Regions from separate parts of the Sus scrofa genome. Here region 1 is linked to region 2. The links are chromatin contacts, called in public HiChIP or PLAC-seq maps. All regions are on one chromosome and are shown on one strand. The core of a region is the stretch at or near the end of the contact, and the rest is flanking DNA. Distances in the headings are between cores, read along the strand shown.

Region 1 (6,576 bases), core at 795-3,294, 310 kb before region 2:
CATCCAGGTCTGCCTCAAGTTCTAAAAAAGTCAAGATAACCAAACTCCAAGTCAAATTATCAATGAGTACCGATCATTTTTATCACTTAATTCGCAAATCTTCCACGCTCTGGTTTCTCTTCAGGTCACGTAAGTCTTAATGCCTTTTACCAATCAGATCTTCCAAAGGACTAGAAGTTGCAAAGGTGCCCTTAAGAGCTAGCAACATCCTTTGAACAAAGAAACTCCTAGGTTTAGAAGCAACCTATTCCTGTCCACCACTCTACATTCTCAACACTTTATCCTGCGCAGATCCCCTGGGAAAATGCCACTCACCAATCTACCCCAACCCAAAGAAAACACTTTCCAAAATGAAAGGGAATAAAAGCACTTTTATTTGGAAATTTCAAGTTAGAAGGAGAGCTTTCAGCCAAGCTCTGTGACCTAGCTAGCCGATTATTTACAGGATCTTTGGGCAGGAATTGTTAATGAGCTTTTAATTTGGAGTGCTTAAGTTGCCAAAGTGCTCTGAGCTCCAGTGAAGCACCACAGAATCCATCAAGGAAACCTTATCAATCACTTCCCAGCAGCTACCTTCCCCCACCACACGGCCCCCACCTCTCTGACGACAGGCAGCCAAGTGGGTTTCTAACCAAGACCACAGACACACACATTAGTGGGGTCACACTCCAAGACCCTGTTTATAAATTGCCTTTTAAATGGTAGGGGATTCAGGTATAATATACTTAGGCTCCAGGCATGAACCCACTAAAACAAGGCATGCTGTGTATGATAAAGTCAGAATAAAGCAGAATTTGATGAAGCCAATTTCCCGTAGGAACTCTACACACAAAAATCATCCAACCCATCACAACTCACGAGTTCAAACAGTGTACATAGTCTTGAGCCAATGGGATTCCTGGTTTTTTGCCCTTCAGCTGGGAGACCGATAAAACCTCTGACAAGAACTAATACCAGAGACCTGGCCAGCGACTTACAGCACAGGTAACGATGGGCACTATCATTTTGCAAAATCCAGACCTAAAGACAGAATCCACATCCCCAGTGAGGGGCCACATTCAGAAGCTCCCGAGGCAACACGTCGCAGTTATACTTTACAAGAGTTCACAGTCAAGCCCCGATCCAAGTTCATGCCTTTTTGTTTTAAGGAAACACCTGTTGCTGGAACACTTGCAGGAAAAGCAAACAGAAAGCTAGCCAGGTTAGCCCTCCTTATTCACTCCTTCCACCATCACTATCGCCATCGCTACAGACTTTCTAAGAAGGAAACAGCTAACCTTGTGTGTCTGCCTAGGGGATGGGGAGTGGGTAAAGGGGATGTTCCATCTACTATCTCCTCGCGGGGTTTCTAACCTCTTTAGTCAAACCCCTCTTCCTCCTCCTAAGTAATCCCAGGAAAGAAGTCAGCACCCTTAATCACCTCGGCGGGTCTGTCTTGCAAAGCCCTGCCCCTCTCCCTCTCCACCAGAACGTTACTCAGTGGCTCGTGCACCCAGGGTGAGCACATGGGCGAGCACCCCAGGCTGCACAAACTGCGCGCCGCGACCCTCACCCCGCATGCATGACCAGGGCCCAATCTGGGGGGCCTCTCCGCATCACCCACCCCGGGGTGCTGCCCCCAACTCGGGCCCATCCAAGTCCAGGGGAGAGTAAGGGGAGGAGCAGGGGGCCAGGAGACCAGCCCTCCTTCCCAGGGCCGCCCCCGCCCCCCTTCAGCTGCGGGAGAGGCTGTCGCCATGGCAACGCCCCCTCCTCGGGGCCAGCGCGGCAGGCTCGCTCCAGGTGCAGGCCCCGACGTCTCCCTCGGCCTGAGCAGGCGCTCAGGGCAGTTTACGGCGGCGGGCGCGGCCCGCGCCGACTGCGGCGCCGGCCAGGCAGAAGCAGGGCCAGCTCCGCCCGCTCCCCACCGCCCGTTCCCGGCCGCCTCAACAGCGGCAGCCAGCACCACGAGTCCACAACACACCGACTCACCTCCGCGCACTCTGACCCCCGCCGACGTGACGGACGGGCGGGCGCGGTGGCCAACCGCTGAGCCCGCTGCCGGCCCCCTCGACCAATGGGCTGCAAGGAGGCGGGGTTCTTCTCCCCAAACGCTCTCCCTCCCGCCGACATGCGCGCTAAGCTGTGTCAAGATGGTGGCGCCCCGGGCCGGCCTTGTGGGACTTGTAGTTTCGAGGTTGCACGTACTTAGAAGAAAGTGAAGGGGGCCTCGCTTCCCAGCTGTGAAAGAAATTTTTTTGAAAAAACCCGACACTTCCTAAAGGCCTAGACGACCCAAGGCCCCCACTTCTGTTTTTCCACCTTCCACTGTTCTCACGAGGTGAGTCTAGTCTCACGAGGCGACAGGTATTTAGATGTCACCTTCCAAGGATGCGGGCCTTCAGCAAGTCCTCATTATCGTCACGGTCTCGGGTGGGCCCGGGGGAGACCGCAGAGGAGGGGCCCTTGGGCGAAGGAGAAAATGCTGAGGTTCTGAAGGGCCTTCGCAAAGAAGCGGGAGCTGAGGTGTTGGGCGGCTGCCTCGTCGTGAGAAGGGCTGCGGCCTCAGCCCTGGCGGCTTCCACCCTCCGCCGCTCCGCGCCGAAGCCGGAGGTGGCGTCCTCGCCTTGGTCGTGCCTCTCTGGGAAGTCGCAGGCACCGGGTCCTGAGCTGGGAGACCGCGGCCTCGGCCGGGCCGGGGACCGTGTTCTGGGCCCAGCCTCAGGCCGCACGCCCTGTGCCTGCCGTCTGCCTGGTTCTCGTAAGAAAACAGGGCCGTTTCCGGGCCCTGTCTCCTCCGAGATCTGACCTCAGCGTCAGAAGAGGTCCCACCTGAGTCGGGAAAGCCGGGCGCTCCCCCAGTCGGGGCCTGCCTTCCGTAACCCACGCGAGGAATTAGCGAATTCCTCTCAGCAGCGACAGCACTGATCACATTGCTTTATAATTGTCTGTGTGCTGTCGTTGTCGCTCCCTCAAGTCTCTAAGCTGCCTCAAGGTCGGCGTTACTTCCGTGTGCTTCGTGCTGTGTCAGTTATACCGGGCACAGTGCCGGGCACAAAGCAGGCACACGGTAAATGTGAAGAAATGAGGGAAGGCGCCATCAGGGACAAGTGCCACTTAACCCGAGGTCAGTAAAAGAGAGGCACATCTGCCTACTCCTTGAGTCTTGGAGCTGGATCACAGTCTCCTCCCTTAATGTTATCTGGATGTTAACCCCAGATGAGTGAATCAGTCGCCATATTTATGGTGCCTCTGCTAAGTGTCAGGCACTGTTTCTGTTGCTGAGGACTCACGGTAGATAAGACACCAAACCTGTACCCTCAAGGAGCTTTTATATCGAGGAGGGGGAGAAAGAGCAGACAATAAACAAAGAAGTAAATAGGTAAATAAGGTTCGACAAGAGGCCCTAAGGTGCCCTGTCTTCTCTCTGGCTTTGTTGCATCCTGAGTGTGTCCTGCGTCTCGGGCACAGCCGGCTTCTTGGTTATAAGAATGATGTAAACCTCCACTGTGAGGACTGGAGACTTTCTTTAAGGCCCATCCACAGTGGAGCCTTCCATGGTCCCCTGGACTTCCCCAAAATGTGTTTTTCCTCCTTAGTGCTCTAAGCCCATCTGAACAATTTCCAGGGCCTCACCAGATTGTAAGCTCCTTTTGGACAGAGACCAGGCAAAAGGCTTTGAAATAATAGGACAGTTTAAGAGCTCAGTATATATTTGGTGCCTCACACTGCTGCCTAACCCAGCCTTGGCTCCCTCAAGCCTTTGGCTATATTGTGATTCCTCGTGTTCTCTGGTTCCCTAGAAAACAGAGCCTGAAGCAAAGCTGAGGTGGTAAGATTTCATCAGGAAGTATAATCCCAGGACCACAAGAATAAGAGGGGAAAGGGAAGTGAGTCAGGGAAGGAAGGAAAGAAAATATAAATAGTATGACCAAAAAAAAAAAAACCACAGCTAGGGAGTACCCATTGTGGCGCAGCGCAAACGAATCCGACTAGGAACCATGAGGTTTCGGGTTCGATTCCTGGCCTTGTTCGGTGGGCTAAGGATCCAGCATTGCTGTGAGCTGTGGTGTAGGTCACAGATGTGGCTCAGATCCCACGTTGCTGTGGCTGTGGCGAGGCTGGTGGCTACAGCTCCGATTAGACCCCTAGCCTGGGAACCTCCCTATGCCACAGGTGTGGCCCTAAAAAGACAAAAGACAAAAAAATAAAAAAAAAAACTACTTAGTTGCTCTGTCATACAGACCATGAAGAACCTTCACTTCTTAGGGAGAAAAGAAGGGTTGCATCACCTCACCACTCTGGTGGCCACAGGGGGCACCAGACCCCACACCCAAAGCATAGTGGTTCGTCTGAGACCAAAAATGGTGAGAGGAACCTATAGTTCAGTCAAATCAGGCCACTGCTGTCCCACCACAGTGGGCACATTAGAAGCTCTGTCAAGACCTAACTGTCCTCCCAAAGGAAGCTAACACAGCCAGATGTGTTTGTAAATGAGACAATAATAGTAGCCGCTGGCCTGTCCAAAAAACGGGGGCCAAGGCCCTGGGTAGGGCATGCAGGTGGGGCAAGTGAATTTTTGGAGGCCGGTGAACTGAGTCCAATACAGGCACAGATACACCCTGGGTAAACCTCTAGCCTGGCTGCTGGGTTAAGTGGCTGAGCAAAAGTGAACCCTGAGCATTTGCAGCAACTTGGATGGGCCTAGAAATTATCATGCTTAGTGAAGTCAGTCAGACAGTGAGACACCAACATCATGTGCTATCCCTGACATGTGGAATCTAAAAAAAGGACACAATGAACTTCTTTGCAGAACAGATACTGACACACAGACTTTGAAAACCTTACGGTTTCCAAAGGAGACGGGTTCGGGGGTGGGGAGATGCACTGGGGTTGTGGGATAGAAATGCTGTAAAATTGGGTTGTGACGATCGTTGTACAACGGTAAGCATAATAAAATTCACTGAGTAATTTAAAAAAAAAAGTGAACCCTGAGAGCAAAGGCCAAAGAGGACCTCATTGGTTCTCCTGCTGTCCCATCAAACCACTAGAAAAACAGCAAGATGGCCATAAAAGTTGAGACCTTACTCAGCAAGTGAAGGGCAGAGAACCCAAGACTCAAGGACAGTACATGGCAGCCCCCAAACTTGTCACAACTGAGAGAACCCAGGCTGGGTCTGAAACCATTTTATCTGAGAAAAACTGGAAAACGCCTGCCATTCTCAGTCCCCGTAAGCTTCATAAGAGAGTTAGGAGGAGTGGGAGCTCAGAGAGAGCCCACCAGGGTTTGAGTCCTGGCTCTCCCTGGGACTTAGGCAAGTGACATATTCTCTGAGGCTCCGTGGCTTCATCTCTATATAGTGTAGATAATAATGGGACGCACTTGTTGGTGGAATTGAAATGCCTAGTGCAGCATCCTGCATAAAGACTTAGTAAACATTGGCTGTTGCTGTGATTCTGGCCCCTCCTCCACCCCTTTTCCAACTCCTCTTCCCACCGCAAGCACCCCCTCGCCCCCGACTCCCTCGCCACAGTCTTCCCTCCAAGAGCAGTGGGGGCTAGACCCGACCGTGCCTTCTGACCGTGCCTTCTTTGCCCTGCTTTCCCCGGGGCTCTTCCCCATGAGTCTGAGCCATTCATCTCCCTGGTGACCTGAATCTGAACCAAGAGATGGATGTGGGGTGGCTGAGGCCAGGGTGGTAATGTGCTCCCTTATCTCTGTGCCCCTCACTGGGGCCTAGTTAATTTTCCCTTTGATTTTAATATAGATTTATTGAAACTTTCAGTTATCAAAACAAACTGTAGCAGCAAATTGGTGTTCTTTGCAGGCCTACAAGTGCCTATAAAGCTGCCATGCTCGGGAACGAATGGCGCTCTCCGGGAGATCAGTCATGGCAACAGGAAGTCCCTGGGGACGCACACACTGCAGTTTAATATTTTTCTTATTAGCCTTTTTCTTCTTGGCTATCTAAGCCTCCCCTTTAAATCGGAAATCAAATGGAGCCACCTGCCCAGGGAGCCTCTCTTGCCCAAGCCGCTCGTGTTTTCTCCCCTGGCCCTAGCCTCCCTCCTCTCATCTTCTGACTTCTCCCTGCCCTGCCCACTGTTCCAGAAAGAGTTGTGATTCACATGCCCAGAGGTATGCCCACAGCCCTGTCCCAACGGCGGAAGGTCGGCTTAGGCTGTCTGGCCACTAGTCAGAGGCAGAGAATCCCCAAGAAGGATTGGAACTTCTTCCAGGTATGGTGCTCAGAAGGGAGGAAAAAACAGTTTTTAAAGCAAAAAAAAAACTGTTTTCTGAAAGGCAGACGGTCCTTTCCGTCGAGTCACCGAACTCAGCAGGAGCGAAAAGGAGAAGATAATCCTAGAGACGGGGCAGACTTCCCTGCAGCCCAAGAAGTGCGTGATTTCGGTCTCACGTCCCCGCTGCCCCTCCTCTCAGTCCCAGCTTGTTTTTGAAACCCTCCATCTTCTGGTTCCACTCTGCTTCTGTGCGAACAGCCTCGTTTCTTGCTTGCCCCGGTGACTCCTGTATAGGTTGAGCCACTCACTGCCGCCTGGAATCCGTCCTGTCCCAGGGGAGGGTCTTCATGATCT
Region 2 (6,205 bases), core at 3,399-5,898:
TGAAATCTTGTGCACAGGCTGTGGGCGAGGCTCCTGAGCTGAAATCTGGGGTAACTTGGGGCGTGTCTCTGCCTCCCCGAGCTTCTGTGCCCCATCTGTCAGGCAGGGTAAGGGGCTCCTCACTTCCCAAGGACTCCGACAATCCTGAGAGGAACTCCTGCCGGGCCCCGCATGCGAGCGGGCCGTGGTCAAGAGCAGAAACCTCCCTGAGACCTAGGAGGCTGGCAAAGGGTCCATCAGGTCTGGAGCTCAGAGCCAGGGCCTCGCACGGCACCTGGGTGAAAACAGACAAATTAAGAAGGGGTTTTTTTAATGCGTGAAAGAGATCATGACTTAAAGAACAGGAGTTCCCGTTGTGGCACAGTGGTTAACAAATCCGACTGGGAACCCCGAGGTCGCGGGTTCAATCCCTGGCCTTGCTCAGTGGCCTCAGGATCCGGCGTTGCCGTGAGCTGTGGTGTAGGTCGCAGACGCGGCTCGGATCCCGTGTGGCTGTGGCTGTGGTGTAGGCCCGCAGCTGGAGCGCTGATTCGACCCCTAGCCTGGGAACCTCCATATGCCATGGGTGCAGCCTTAAAAAGCAAGAGATTTAAAACATAAATGAAGTGCCTCTATTTTTGGGGGGACAGGGAAAGTGCCTCTGGGATGCCCACAGACAAGAAGAGGGGTCTATCCCAACTCGCCCTTCACCTGGGCCCTTGAGGCTTCTCTGGTGTCCTAGGCTCTTGAGGTTTCATCTCACTGTCCGCTCCTGAAAGTTCGCCGCGGCCTCCTGCCAGGCCCCACTCCCTTGGGCCACCCTCCGTCCTCCCAGCGCCCTTACTTCTGCACTTCCTGTCAGTCCCCATCTACCTGCCAGCCCTCTGACAGCTGCAGCCTGGGCCACTCTTTTCCAGGAAGCCAGCCGAGCCCGGGGCCCACCATGGTGGTCCGGACTGTGGTCCAGCCAGACTATTGCCCTGGTGCCAGAAACTTCCTGGGGGTTAAGTCCAGGTCTACATGTCTTTGACCCCGGCCAGTGCTTAGCAGAAGAGCCGCCTGACAATTAGCCTGGGCTCACAACAAACCTGTGCTTCCCACCTCTGATCCCTGCAAGGCTTTCTTTGTACTCTAAGAGGGAGCTCCATTAATTCTGTGAATCGATTATTTCTAGAACTGTTTACTGACCATGAGAGCAACAGGGTGCCTTTAAGAAGCCCTGCTGGCCTGCCAGCAAGCCACAGGGGGGCAGCGGGTAGGGAGGACTTGGCTGACCATTCCCTGGCTGGAAGGAGGGGCAGCGCAGCCATGACCTGGGATGGCAGAGCGGCTCGGGCCAGGCCAAAGTGCTGCCACATGCCTCCTTTCAGCTCATCTGGCACGTCATCTTCCCCAGGCCCTGGCAGTGAGCAAAGCCCTCCAAACAACACGGCAGGGATCCCTGCTGTGGGAGCCCAGAGCCCAGAACCTTCCCCAAGGAAATGAGATGAGAGCCGGGTGGTAGGAGGGAGAGGGGCTCACTGGTCAGAGAAGAGTGGTTGGGGTGGGGGGAAATGCCGGGTCAAGGGATCGACTTCAGCAAAGGACCAGGCAGACCACCCTCACTTGGCACGGACAGCCACGGGTACTTGCTGGTGGGAATCCCAGCAGAAGGCCCCTGGGCTCTGAACGACCCCAGATCTGCAGCTGCCTTCCTGCTAACAGATGTCCCCGCGGCAGCTGCTCCCCCCCAAGAACTCACAGCAGCGCTGGGCTCCGTGGCCCTGAGGCTCAAATATGGGGGAAAAGGAATTCCAGACACCAAACATGACTGTCATGCATGCTTCTCCACCTCTGGACAGTAACTGCCAAAGAGAATCGATCTCTGGAGCCCCCCGAGATTGCCACTCTGTGAAGGCATGTCAGCCGGCAGGGAGCTGTCTGCAGATGGGAAGCAAAGAGATTCAGGGGGTCACAGTGCTGTCACTTCCTTCTGAGGGGTCCTCCAGGCTCAAGTTCAACTCTTGAGTCTACACTTTGAGAGCGGAAGGCCTGAGGACCCGAAGCCAGAGCAGAGGAGTGAGCAGAAGGTTATGAGAGCCACACCAGCGGGGGAACAGCTGAAGGCCCTGGAGGTGTTTCTCTTGGATCGAGGAAGCTGGACCCTTGAAAAGAGAGGAACAGATTGCCTTACTCTGCGTCTGACCCCCTAGCCCTGCAGTTACCACATCATTGTGAAAGCACCTGCTTCTGAGCCCTCGGCCCTCCCCAGAAACACGGCTCCTTAAAGGGAGTCTGCCTGTGAGTCACTTCTGAGGCACCAGCAACTAAGCCACCGCCAGGACACCGCAAACTGCTGAACTGAAAGAAATGACAGGAAGGCCCATTGTGGCTCAAGAAAGGGAAGTGCTTTCTAACAATCCCAGCTGCCTCCAACCGGCCAGGATATTAAGGAGGAAGCATCCTGACAGGGAAGGGGCTGGTATGAGAACAGAATGCTCTCATGCCAGCAGAAAGATGCAGGACAAAGTGGCCCCCTGAGATTTCTGCCAGTTCCAGGACCCCACCTCCTGAAGCAGGGAGGGGAGCCGTCAGGGGAAGAAATAGAGGCCAACAGAGCACCTGCTCCAGGCCAGACACTCACACCCAGTCACCACCTTGTTGTGACGCAGGCACTCTCATTACTCCCGATTGACAGTCGGGGAATCTGAGGCTCAGGGAGGTTCAATAACTTATCAAAGCCATAGAACAGCAGGAGGTAGAACTGAAACGCAAACCAAGACCGCCAGGCTGCCCACCTGGGCTGAGGGAGAACTGCCCTCCTGGGCCATGCAGAAGGCAGCTCCAGCCCTTTGCAGCTGAGGGTTCTCTGAGGGCAATAATATTAATTGGCTTCATCTCCTGCTGATGCGAAACCCTCCTCAAAAGCACGTTTACATCTATAAGCCCGAGAGCCCGCAGCCAGCAGATCCAGCTTGAGGGAAATACGGTGGGTCTGGAGCCAGCTTGTTCTGGGAAAGCCTGGGGGTTGCCCTCCCCTCCTAGACCCCACCCGAGGGACACAAGAGGCTCTGGGAGGGGTGTGGAAGGCTCTCCTGAAGGAGGTAACATCTGAGCAAAGCCTGACATGATAAACCAGACAGGGGAGGTGGCAGTGTGGCACGGCACGGGGGAAAGGACATTCGAGAGGAGGCAGCGAGAGCAAAAGCAAAGAAGCAAGAAGTGTGCAGAGACTCACAAGCAGCTTGGGGCCGCCAGAACATAAAACTTAAATTGAACAGTGGAAGGACATAGGGATGAAAGCGAGAAGCAGGGACGCCGCTAAATTATAAAGGACTCTGAATGCGGGCTAAAGAATCTGGACCTGATTTATCCTGCGGGCAAGAAGGAGCCACTGAAGGGTTTTACACAGAACAGTGAGAAAATCAAACCTGGGCATTAGGAAGAATGCCATGGTGGCAGCGGAAAAGGCTGAGCTGCTGCTGGCTGTGCTAAGGGAGGTGTGAAGGCGTGTGGAGGAATGCACGTGTAGTTCAGGCTGGCGTGTGCTTCAAGGCTCCTCTACCGTAATTCCCCACCTGGGCTAAACTTTCCATGCCCTGGGCCCCTGATCCTACTCACACTGCCAGTGATCCAGACCTGCTCTATAGGCTACTGGTTTGGTGGTGCCTCCCCCACACCTTTCTGATAGGAAGGAAAAGGTTAATCACTAAACACACTCCGTGCCAGGCCCTCTGCTGGGTCCTTTACACAAATAATCTCACTTGCGCAACCAACAACCCTACGAGGGAGGTGACTATTGGTGCCTCGGTTTTGCAGATGAGGAAATCCAGGCAAAGAGCCGGAGGAAGACTGCCAGAGGTCACCCAGCTACTAAAGAGAGGAGTCAGGTGTGAACCACCTTCTACCTCCTGGCAGACACGGCGGTTAACCACTTCCAGGAGGAGTGGAGAGGGAGGGATGAAGGTGGGCTTCTGCAAAGACCTCGGGGAAAATGGTGGGACTAAAAAGGCCGGACCCCTAACAACAACAGCAGTGGGAATCCCGCCCCCCAAAAGTGGAATCAGGGGGGCCCCCGCCCTCGGCAGCCTTCAGCTACCAGGAGAGAAACCCGGGCAGGGACCGGAAAACTCCCACTAAACAGACGGTGAAAAGACCTCCAAGCTGGGTTGGGGGAGGTGGGCGGAGACGCAGTGAAGGGGCGGGGCTTGGACGCGGCGAACATTCTGGGGCGGGGCTGACTAGGGGGCGGGGCTCTCTGGCCGGACCAAGTCCAGGACCTGCGGGACCCCAGGAGCGGGTGGGCCGCGAGGGGGCGGGGCTGCAAGAGGGGCGGGGCCACAGCTGCGCTTGCTGCCCACGACTCGCTCCGTCACCTCCCCACGATCGGACCCAACCCCCGCTCCATACCCTGGCTCCGGCAGGACTGATCCGGGATCTCGATGGTGTAGTCCAGCTGGGCCGAGGCCATCGTGAAGCCGCGGGCCCTCAGCTCGGGCCTCTCGCCGGAACTCACGCTCGCAAGTCCGCGCCTCACCAGGGCGCCTCCTGGGCGCCGCCCAATCACCACCCACCTCCCTCGACGCTGCCCAATCCCTGAGCTGCGCTCTGTGACCTCCCGCCCTAGCAACCACCGAGTCTCTTTCAGAGCCTCTCGCTGCAACCGGCTAGCTCGGCCATAGCAACAGCGCCCCGCCCCACTCTATCCCTGGCCCACCGCCATTGGCTGACTCTCTTGATCTCGGTCAAGTATTGGCCAGCCAAGACGCCGGTCAGGAAGAGTCGCTACCGTCCTGCGTCGGTAAGAGTCTGCGGGAGAGCTGCTATGTTCTGGGGATGGGAAAGGTTTCCCGTCCCAACCGCGTGTTATCCTACGAAGGGGACAGCAGTGTCCTTTGAGTTACATTAGCTAGCTGCCTCTACTGTCTTCCACCAGCCGCAACTCCGAGGGCTGGAGGTAGAAAACCGTACAAAACGGCCAAAGGGGTGCGTGCTAGCCCATCCGCCCCCCCGGTGGATGGAGGCATATTTTGGCTGCTGGGTGGGTGGGATGCAGAGGAGGTGGTATCTCCTGGGAAGACTTTAGAGAATGTCCTGTTCGTGCGGGACAAAAGGGGTTAAGCAGTACAGTTTTCTTACATTTATTCCCGCACTTAAAAAATGTTTCCTGGAGTTCCCGTCATGGCGCAGTGGTTAACGAATCCGACTAGGAACCATGAGGTTGTGGGTTCCATCCCTGGCCTTGCTCAGTGGGTTAAGGATCCGTAGTTGCCGTGAGCTGTGGTGTGGGTTGCAGACGCGGCTCGGATCCCGAGTTGCTGTGGCTCTGGTGTAGGCGGGTGGCTAGAGCTCCGATTAGACCCCTAGCCTGGGAACCTCCCTATGCCGCGGGAGCGGCCCTAGAAAAGGCAAAAAGACAAAAAAAAATCCTGAGCACCTGTTTTGTAGGTGGACTCTAGTGAGGATTACATTTCTTGGCCTTGACTTCCATAAGTCTTGAGCAGGAGTCAACTGTAATTCTGTGCAAGGGATAAAATACTACATAAGAGTAGGCCCTAAGGATTTTAGCAGCTCAGGATAAAAAGGGGCATTTATGGCAGTGTGGATGCCTCTTAAGCTGGGCTTTGAAAGATGCTGGGAGATACGAATCCTTGCAGGACTCAGAGAGAGGAAAGTGAGAAGCTATACCAGGAATTATGAGCATCTCTGGACAGAAGAGAGACAATGGGAGAGCAACCTTGGAAGAACAGGTAGGCCCAGATCCTGGAAGGTCTTTGATGTCAAGCTCAGCTCTGAGCTTATGGGTAAATCTTACTGATGGAAAAATTTTCCAGTGCATTTACACCGATGAGCACAAGAGCTTAGACTTTATTCTGAGGACAATGGGGAGTCTGCAGGGCTTTAAGCAAAATAGTAACAATCAGATTTGTGTCTTTGTTTTTCTTGGCTATGCCTGTGGCATGTGAAAATTACCGGGGCTGGAATTGAACCTGCGCCACAGCAGTGACTCTATGGTGACAACACCGTATCCTTAACCTGCTGTGGCCACAAGAGAACTCCAGATTTGTTTTAGAAAGATCAATGACAAGAATGGATTGGGGGTTGGGAGGAGGGAGACCAATGAGGAAGTTGTTTCAGTAATTGTTTCAGTAAGGATTGTGGTAGCCAGAAGCTTGGAGAACTAACAGGAATGAAGAGGAAGGGATGGATTCCTTAGTCACTTATGAGTTTAAAGAACTGAACTTGG

The links. HiChIP or PLAC-seq counts read pairs in DNA pulled down with a chosen protein or histone mark.
Region 1: a contact with region 2 is called in an H3K27ac HiChIP or PLAC-seq map of alveolar macrophages. The contact joins the promoter of ERI3 here to the promoter of TMEM53 in region 2. A contact is called at or near these places in 2 of 2 datasets of contacts at active chromatin or transcription factors (alveolar macrophages and skeletal muscle).

Annotation. Positions count from the first base shown.
Region 1 is chr6:166,952,709-166,959,284 of Sscrofa11.1, reverse strand. ERI3 (ERI1 exoribonuclease 3) reads right to left here and starts at 2,044. Exons shown (of 8, transcript XM_021096801.1): 1 at 1,972-2,044. It overlaps LOC106507672 (a long non-coding RNA gene), which reads left to right and starts at 2,115. Exons shown (of 2, transcript XR_001303830.2): 1 at 2,115-2,320.
Region 2 is chr6:166,643,546-166,649,750 of Sscrofa11.1, reverse strand. TMEM53 (transmembrane protein 53) reads right to left here and starts at 4,648. Exons shown (of 3, transcript XM_003482099.4): 1 at 4,369-4,648. The coding sequence starts at 4,429. It overlaps C6H1orf228, which reads left to right and starts at 4,750. Exons shown (of 18, transcript XM_021096783.1): 1 at 4,750-4,944; 2 at 5,616-5,708.